Linked DNA regions of Mus musculus: all the other regions are linked to region 3. The links are chromatin contacts, called in public promoter capture Hi-C maps. All regions are on one chromosome and are shown on one strand. Each heading gives the region's core, a stretch centred on a gene start, on an enhancer-like site or on the middle of the called end of the contact. The rest is flanking DNA. Distances are from core to core; before and after follow the strand shown.

What was found. Promoter capture Hi-C pulls out the DNA fragments that hold promoters and counts their contacts.
Region 1: a contact with region 3 is called in a promoter capture Hi-C map of liver, with 2.7 times the contacts expected there. The contact joins the enhancer-like site here to the promoter of Tfb1m in region 3. A contact is called at or near these places in 4 of 39 promoter capture datasets (the C10 cell line, hippocampal neurons, liver and 1 more) and 1 of 484 Hi-C or Micro-C datasets (pre-B cells).
Region 2: a contact with region 3 is called in a promoter capture Hi-C map of pre-B cells, with 2.0 times the contacts expected there. The contact joins the enhancer-like site here to the promoter of Tfb1m in region 3. A contact is called at or near these places in 4 of 39 promoter capture datasets (the 3T3-L1 cell line, hippocampal neurons, liver and 1 more) and 1 of 115 datasets of contacts at active chromatin or transcription factors (large pre-B cells).

Annotation. Positions count from the first base shown.
Region 1 is chr17:5,892,394-5,895,093 of GRCm38.p6, reverse strand. All of the region lies in intron 4 of Snx9 (sorting nexin 9), which reads right to left. Among named protein-coding and RNA genes, the nearest start is that of Gm46599, 35 kb to the left of the region's middle. Within about 2 kb of position 1,338, at least 101 of the 459 cell types and tissues checked have an H3K27ac peak or open chromatin away from gene starts, as enhancers often do. A contact at or near this core is called in liver, where this site is marked.
Region 2 is chr17:5,729,536-5,732,235 of GRCm38.p6, reverse strand. It overlaps Zdhhc14 (zinc finger, DHHC domain containing 14), which reads right to left. Exons shown (of 9, transcript NM_146073.3): 8 at 662-764. Among named protein-coding and RNA genes, the nearest start is that of Gm41519, 40 kb to the left of the region's middle. Within about 2 kb of position 1,420, at least 99 of the 459 cell types and tissues checked have an H3K27ac peak or open chromatin away from gene starts, as enhancers often do.
Region 3 is chr17:3,556,484-3,559,183 of GRCm38.p6, reverse strand. It overlaps Tfb1m (transcription factor B1, mitochondrial), which reads left to right and starts at 1,429. Exons shown (of 7, transcript NM_146074.3): 1 at 1,429-1,603. The coding sequence starts at 1,471. 1700102H20Rik (RIKEN cDNA 1700102H20 gene) reads right to left here and starts at 1,360. Exons shown (of 2, transcript NR_045303.1): 1 at 1,280-1,360.

The DNA.
Region 1 (2,700 bases), core at 89-2,588, 2.3 Mb before region 3:
TCTTCAAGTCAGAGAAAGGATCACGAGAGGAAACTCAGAGCGCAATCTTCCACAGCAGAAAGCCTCACACTGCACAGTGCGCTAGCAAGACTTCATTCAGTAGCAGGGCAAAAGTACCCTTAGTGAAATATTCCTCTGTTCACACTCAGAAAAGCTTAAAACGGAAAAGAAATGGACATTTAAAAATAACTTCTCTATCACATGGTTCAAAATATTAACGAGGGTGCAAAGTACTCAGCAAGGTAAAATGACAAAGTCTGGCATCCAATAAGGAAACTACAAGCAATGAAACAGCAGGGAACTGTGACCATAGCAAAGGGAAAACTCAGCCAACTGAGGCTGACCCAATCAGAACAAGGGAGCACTCCTCTTTGTGGATGGAGAGGAGACAACCGGAATGATCTCCCAACAGGAGACAATACACACAAAGGAAACTCCAGGGCCTAGGTGGAGCCAGTGCGAGACCATAGGCATGGAAACTATGCAGATGGAGAAAGGGGCACTGTGACCAGAAAGAAGAAAACCTGTAAGATACATTTGAAGCAGCTATAAAACAACTTAGTTTGAAAAGCAGCAATTAAAGAGAAAGAATTCTGCATTTATCCTGCACTCTAAAAACTGGACGAGGGTAGCTAGCTAGCTCTGGGGATGATACCAAGAGGACTGAAGGCCAGCAGGCACAGCAGGCAAACTAACAGTGATTCAGGCATGACAGCAACAACAGCAAGCTGTCAGAACAGTGCACAGTTTCCACTCTCAGTGAGAGTCCCATTTGTTTGTGGATTGCTTCTGGACAGGAGAAAATACCACACAATGGAGGGAGACTATCGTCCAGCCAACCCAGGTATCATTGGTATGAACAGGGGACTGACCAGATACTGTGTATTTTGATGTGATGTAACATGAAACATTGAACTGCATCTACGATGCAGCCTGTACTTCTCATGTTCACGCAGGGACTAAGATGTAACACAGAGGGACTGAGCTGACTGCATGGCCTTCTATAAAGGCAACTACTGGCTACACAGTGAGGAGTTCTCAGTTTATAGTTTTTTTTTTTCATTTATTCATTTATTTTATGTGAGTACACTGTAGCTGTCTTCAGACACACCAGAAGGGGGCATCAGATTTCATTACAGATGGTTGTGCGCCACCATGTGGTTGCTAGGAATTGAACTCATGACCTCTGGAACAGCAGTCAGTGCTCTTACCCGCTGAGCCATCTCTCAGCCTAGTTATAGCATTTCTGTTTGGTCGTATTCTGCTCCCTAGCTACATGGTTAGAGCACCTGGACCAGGAAGCAGCTCCTGCACCTGATTACCATGCATGCGCCCACAGTACGGACGCCTGCTGGGAGACATGCTGAAACAAACCTGACTCCTCCCTGAGTTCTAGGGGAGCAGACATGTTTAGGGTACTGTCTCTCATACACAGACACAACTTTAGGAGAAGAAGGGCTTTGACTTCCATGACTTTCTGTATCTGTCTGAGCTGGGTCAGACCCCATAAGTGGACCATGGCTGAGAATTAGTGAGAATCTCACCAAGGTGGCTTTCTGCTTGGCACTTTAGCTAACTAGCAAACAAAGGAAACTTTAAAGTGCGGTCTACTGTTTCCATTCAGAAAACACTCAAAGGCCAGCCCCATTAATACAGATTACTAGTTTGGTAAGTCCACCAGGAAACCTCCCTAGCCACAGGCTAGCCACAGCTTTATTACTATCTAGGAGAACAGGCTTGCTGTGCGTACAAGGCTCCACCTCTGTACGCAGCACGTGGAGCCGCTCCCCAGTCCCCACTGCTCCTGTTGCCCTTTGGCCTCTCCTGGGACTGAGCAGACAGCTGCAACCTGACAGACAGGTTCCTGCTGGGAAGGAAAGAGGCCATGAGGGCAGAGTGCAGGACTAGATAACTGCAAGACTCCAAAACGAGTGGAAAGTTAGCGTTTCCTGCTCACAACAGGAAGGCTGTTTAGAAGGTAGAATATTTCTTCTCTTCAACTCATCCACATGAATAAGAAAGTATCAGGCATTGGGTAAACATTTAGTAGCTGGACTAGAAAGTGATCGAGAACCAAGCAATATGTTGTCACTGTCCCCCTGGGAGGGGCACTGTGACCAGAATAATTGATGGAGATTTAACTGTTTCTCTCAAAAGGGCCAGAGGACACAAGGCCCTCTCATGTGAAAACCTAACCATTTCAACTCAAAACATGACAGAGCCTGTACATTTTCCTATTCTCTTATTTACAGAGCTTAATCTCAAGTCTACAGAAGGGTCTCTGGTAGAAATATAAAATACACAATGTGGACATTCTCTCTCTTATTTGGTTTCATTTTTTGAAACAGAGTCTAACTATGTAGTCCAGGCTGGCCTGGACTCACAGAGAGCCTGGGATTAAGGCGTGTGCTACCAAGCCATGTTTAAAATCTGTACATTCTCTAAAACAGGGGCTCACGCTAGGCCTACTTAGAGCCAACATCACTGACAAAGAGTTTAAGTGCCTGGCTGTGCTACTTCTATCTGACTGTTTCTATGGGCGATGGGCGGGGGTTGGGGGGTGGTGACACTTGCTGTAACAGGAGGACCCATGACAAAGTCTAGCCAAGCAGAAACTGGCCACCTCAGTGTCTGCTTCCTTCCTTCTCCGCAGGCCCTCATTCTGGAGAATATTTAACCTTTTAGGGAGGGGTCCATACC
Region 2 (2,700 bases), core at 171-2,670, 2.2 Mb before region 3:
CGTGCTGTGGTTGTAGGTGTCCACGGAAAGATGCTTCCTGCCTTCCCCCACCTCCTGTTGGACAGAGGTATGTGCACACTGCTTGCATGCTCCAGTGTGCAGGCAGTTTGGTTTACACTGTAAATAAAGTAGCCCTTGGCCTGAGGATTGTATAGAGGGGCTACAGGCTGGTCTAAGACTCAGGGTGGAAGTATGGAGAAGTGTGGTGATGTCCACTGCCCACCTTTAGTAGCAGGGCACGTTATTATGGTAGCAGCACACACTGAGCAAGGGACAGCAAGGATATGGAGACTATCAAACAAGTCCAGCCCTGGTGGGAAGGTAGATCCTAGTCTTTAACTGTTCCCTGACTTTGTGGACATACGTTTGACATATGCTATTGAAACAAAGAGATGGTGTGTGTGTGTGTGTGTGTGTGTGTGTGTGTGTGTGTGTGTGTGTGTTAAGTAACAAGCCAGCCAGATTAGATGACATGGTCCCTCCATGAATACTGTCCAAATTGGTCATTTTCCTTCCCCATGTTAGCATGTCAGTCACATGGATGATCCAGATGTGCCTTCTACTAAAGCAATTCCCAGGCATATATTATTGGGTTAGAGGGCATATCAGAAGAAGAGAAGGCATCACAGGGAATAGCGGCCCTGATGCAGGCAGTACCTACCATGTCACTCTGCGACTGTGTGGCCCCATACATAGTGATCCCATTTGATGGTGCTGCTGGCTGTGGTGTGTCGGGCTGGACATAGCCTCTTCTGTCAATTAGGCTGCAGGAGAACAATCAGAGGAAGGAGAGAGTGAGAAAAATCTCAAATATGACAGCAACATAATTTATACATCTAGGTCTGGGGTTCCTCTTCGATGGTTATCCTCAGCTGTCAATTTGATGGGTTCTAGAATGACCTGGGAGATGAGACCCTCCACACATCTGTGGGAGATTATCTTGATTAGGTTAACTAAGGTGGGGCAATCCTCCCACTGTGGGTGGTACCACTCCCTAGGCTAGGATCCTGGATTGTATAAAAAGGAGACCGAGAACTGAGCATAAGCATCCATTGTTCTGTTTCTTGCAGATACAATGTGACTAGTTGTATCAAGCACCTCCTGTCTGGCAGTCCCTGTTGTGAAGTTACATGAACTGTGAGCCAGAATAAACCCTCCCCCCAGTAGGTTGTCTTTGTTAGGATGTGTTATTACAGTAGCAGAAAGAGATTAAAACAAGTTCTTTCTGTGCTAGATCCATTATGGCATCTTGGGCTGTTCCATATGTATCCTCCACATGACACCAGTTACCAAATTCTATCACTTCTTCCTTTAGGGTACCGTGATTCAAACTTGTGCATATTAGACAAGTGCTCTAATGGGGAGCTCTAGCCTCACTGTCACTTCTACTTTAAAAGAGGCTTGTGGCATTGGTTGTTCCCTTTTTTAGTCTAGATGTCACCTGGTACAGACCGCAGCAGCTTCCTCTTAGTCACCCCCCACTGTCACAATTGTTCCCAACTTCCCTCTCCAGCTTCAAGCTAATGTCATTTCATGACAAGCCTGTGCCATCTTATCATATTAATTCAGATATACATTGTGAGTGGCCGCACCATGCTAGTGCCTTATGGGAGACCAGAGCAAGCTACACCTGCACACACTCTTTCCTCTCTGACCATCCTCACCCGGGCCACATTCTCTCCCACTCCCCTGCTCGCTGAAGGGGGAACATGATGGGCTGGATTGTGCCAGTCCCACAACCTGGAGATGGGACCCTATCTGTGACCTATGGCTACTTTGTGAACGCAAGCATGAGAAGATGAGCACCTAATGGATTGAGGTGGTCTTAGCACACTGTGACCACAGTGCTACCCCCAGGGGCTGGGAAGAGCAAGCAAGAGCTTCCTATGTAAGAGAGAGCATGGCTGTATTGCTGGTGCCTTCGTTTCAGACTTCTAATCTCAGACTGGGAGCTATGTTACTTTAAGCCCTCCCCATGATGGCACTTTGTTGGAACACCCCAGGAAGTACTATAGAGGTAGGAGAAGAGGAATTAGCTTCAGAGAGTCCCCGAAGGGAGCCCCAAGGCCTGAACAGGGTGCATGGCTATAGCTTAGGTCTGCAGTAACAGGTATGTCTGACCTCTTACACAGCAGCTTTGCCTGTACTGGGAAGTTGCAATAGGAGATTCTTAGATGAACATTGGAAAACAGGCTACAAGCTGTAAATTGAAACCCTTTCATCTCTACGTTGCTTTTGGTCATGGTGTTTTGTTGCAGCAATAGAAACCATAACTAAGACAGCCCCCCTCATACCCTTCTCACTTCCTCAGACTTGCTCTTGTTCAGCCCCCCACTGCACATGTGCTCTTTTGGTTTCCCTTGATCAGCTTTCCTACCCCTTCATCCTAGCTCTTGTGCATGCTGTCTTTTTTTTTTTTTTTTAAGAGTTGTTTATTTATTTCAGGAGTACACTGTAGCTGTCTTCATGCACGCCAGAAGAGGGCATCAGATCCCATTACAGATGGCTGTGAGCCACTACGTGGTTGCTGGGAATTGAACTCGGGAAGAGCAGTCAATGCTGTTAACTGCTGAGCCATCACTCCAGCCCCATGCTGTCCTTTCTGAATTCCTTCCTAACTCCTACTCATTCTCTAGATGAGATCAAAATGTCACTGTGTACCATCTGTCCCTGGCCATGTGGCATACAAGATGGTACCTT
Region 3 (2,700 bases), core at 180-2,679:
ATAAACGATGTGTAATTCACTTATAACCAAGTGAAATCAGACGGAAAAAAGTAAAAATCTTCCCACTTATGAAAAATATTTTAAAAGTTTTCATTTCTTTCTTGTGTTCTCAGACATCACAGGAAGACAGAACCTATTTGTCTTCTCTTGGTACTTGGATTTTAACCCTCAAATAGCCTTTCTCCATTGGATTCCCTGCCTGATGAGTAAGCCTTCCGTTTCCACTCTGAAGTGTGGGAAAGTGGCTGAACCGCCCCAAGTCTCACTTTCACCACTACGTAATAATAAAATCTACCCGAATCTGTATGGTAACAATTAGTGAGCGAATAATTCCAAACCACTCAGTTGTGAGACCTGGCACACATTTCTTTTAGTTGAGCTTTTTAAAAGAGCAACCCCTTTATGGTTCACTCTGAGAGCAGTGGAGAGACCACAATGCTTGCAGCATGAATGAGCTTTTAGAAAAAGCTTCAAAGGCTAAAAGAGTGGTCCTGATGCTGACCTTGCTGGCATTGCTTAAAAACAGCAGCCACCGCGCATGCACTAGACTACAGCTGGAATCTGTGAACTTCCAGCTTTACGAAATTCGTGGCCTCGCAGGGCTTTCTTGATCCTGTTTTAATCGGAAGTTAGCAATATGTGTCCTGTTTCGCAAGACTACACCTGAGAGATTTAAAAGGGAATATGAAATAGTAACAAGTGGTATCAAAAACACTTCTCGAAGTTTAAAGTGCTTAGCTCAAGAGACAAAATTACAGCATATTTAAAGACCCAGAATGGCTTTCATTCACCATTCTAAAATTAGGCAGCCCTTGGAATTCTTTCAAACAACTCCGGCCAGAAAATGGACATTGTTCAATGACAAGAAAAGAGAAATTATCTAGAGACACAGTTTAGTTGGTTACGGTTAGCTTTTTGCTTTACTTGAGTCAGTTGGTCTCTTGCTATTGGTTAAAGCTGGGGTGCTGTTAACGGGCTGGCATTCAGCCATTTGCTCTAAAGTCTAAGTCTTAAACTCGGTTTTCAGCAGGCTTACCTTAAATAAGCCTATAGTTCTCTATGGAACTAAGTTCTGAAAGAAGTAATGGACGCGAAGAAATAAAAAGTATCTAGCCTACGGGGGTGGGGCGGTAACCAGTCTACAAACAGCAAGCAACCAATCACCATCTTTCCTGCTACAAATCAAAAGTCAAGCCTTTGGAATGTCAAAGGCCTGCGGAGCCTCCCAGAGGTTACAAAGACCACGCCTCCTAGCCTCCGCCCCCTCTCCTCTCCCAACCTGCACCGCTTTCGGCCTGACGCGTCCTGAGCTCCCAGTACATACAGACTTCCTGTCAGTTTCGTCATTTCCGGCAGGTTTCTCCATCCAACCAGGTGGCCTCAGAGGCGGGCAGTCTTCTCCAAGGTCCCACCCCCTGCGCGCCGTGCACCTTTCCAGCCGCTGCGCGTGGCTGTGTATGTGGGTCTCTCATGGCTGCCTCGGGGAAGCTCGGCACTTTCCGCCTTCCCCCGTTGCCCACCATTCGGGAGATCATTAAGTTGTTCGGACTGCGAGCGGTGAAACAGCTTTCCCAGAATTTCCTCCTGGACTTGAGGCTGACAGGTGGCTGAGTCGTCAGTTCGCCCGGGTCTCCGTGGTGGGCGCGGCCGGGTGATGGAGCGGGTTGGGGCGGGCGGCTGTCAGTCAAGCGCTGCTCCTCCGGTCCTCGCGGGCTAGGGCGACGACTGGTCGACCGCTTTGCGGGCGGGAGATGTTTCCCGCGCGCTTTATGATGCGCCAACCTGCCTCTCGTTAGCCCGGCTCAGTAAAGCGCGTCTGTAAGCTCAGCACTCGAGGAGCAGAGGCAGGAGGATTGCCGCCAGTTAGAAACAGATGGACTCTTTCAAAAACGAAACCAAGAGAGTAAATAGGATAAACGTTCACTTAAGTCTAGGGATCCCTCTAGGGACTGGAGATTCGCTCTGTAAAGTCATACTAACCAAACGGCGCCTACAGCTACCTTGTGCCAATGCTGGGACCACCGTCCCAACAACAGCCCTGAGTTTGCAGTTAATAAGTTGACATTCTCCGGCTTCTTTAAAAATTACTTTTATGCGATTAAACTTATATAGGGTGAAGGTCACCAGTTTGACACCCATGTTTTGATGAGTTTTCACAGGTGTTTGTTGGTTTACTTACCACCCATGTCATAGTAATGCTCTCCTCTTGAGAATAAGATCCATCTGTTGCAAATAAAGGTGCTAGCTGACTGTTGGAGTACTTAGCATGTTAACCCCCTCAAGTTAAAAGGGTAAGTGTGTCATACACACACTCCGTCCCCAAAATCAATTTTGATTGCATGGACCACAAAGCATAAGTTACTTTTATTTCTTGTTTTTGGAGCCTTTATTCGACCCGTAGAATTTGGGTAAAACAGTTAACTCCACTTAAGTTTTCTCATCTCTTATTTGATAGAAAGGCCTACAAGGACCTTAGGATGCCTACTTTTAGATTCTTTGGTTCTAGCATCCTCTCCCAGTCATGCTAAATATAAGCACATGCTAAATATAAGCACCATTCTCTGCTGAAATGCAGTCTCCTATGTCTAAGGCTGGCCTCAAGCTCACTACATGGCAGGTGTTATTGAGTGTCTGGCCCTCCTGCCTTCTCCCAAGAACCGAAATGAAAAGCATATGCCACCATGCTCAGTTACTGATTGC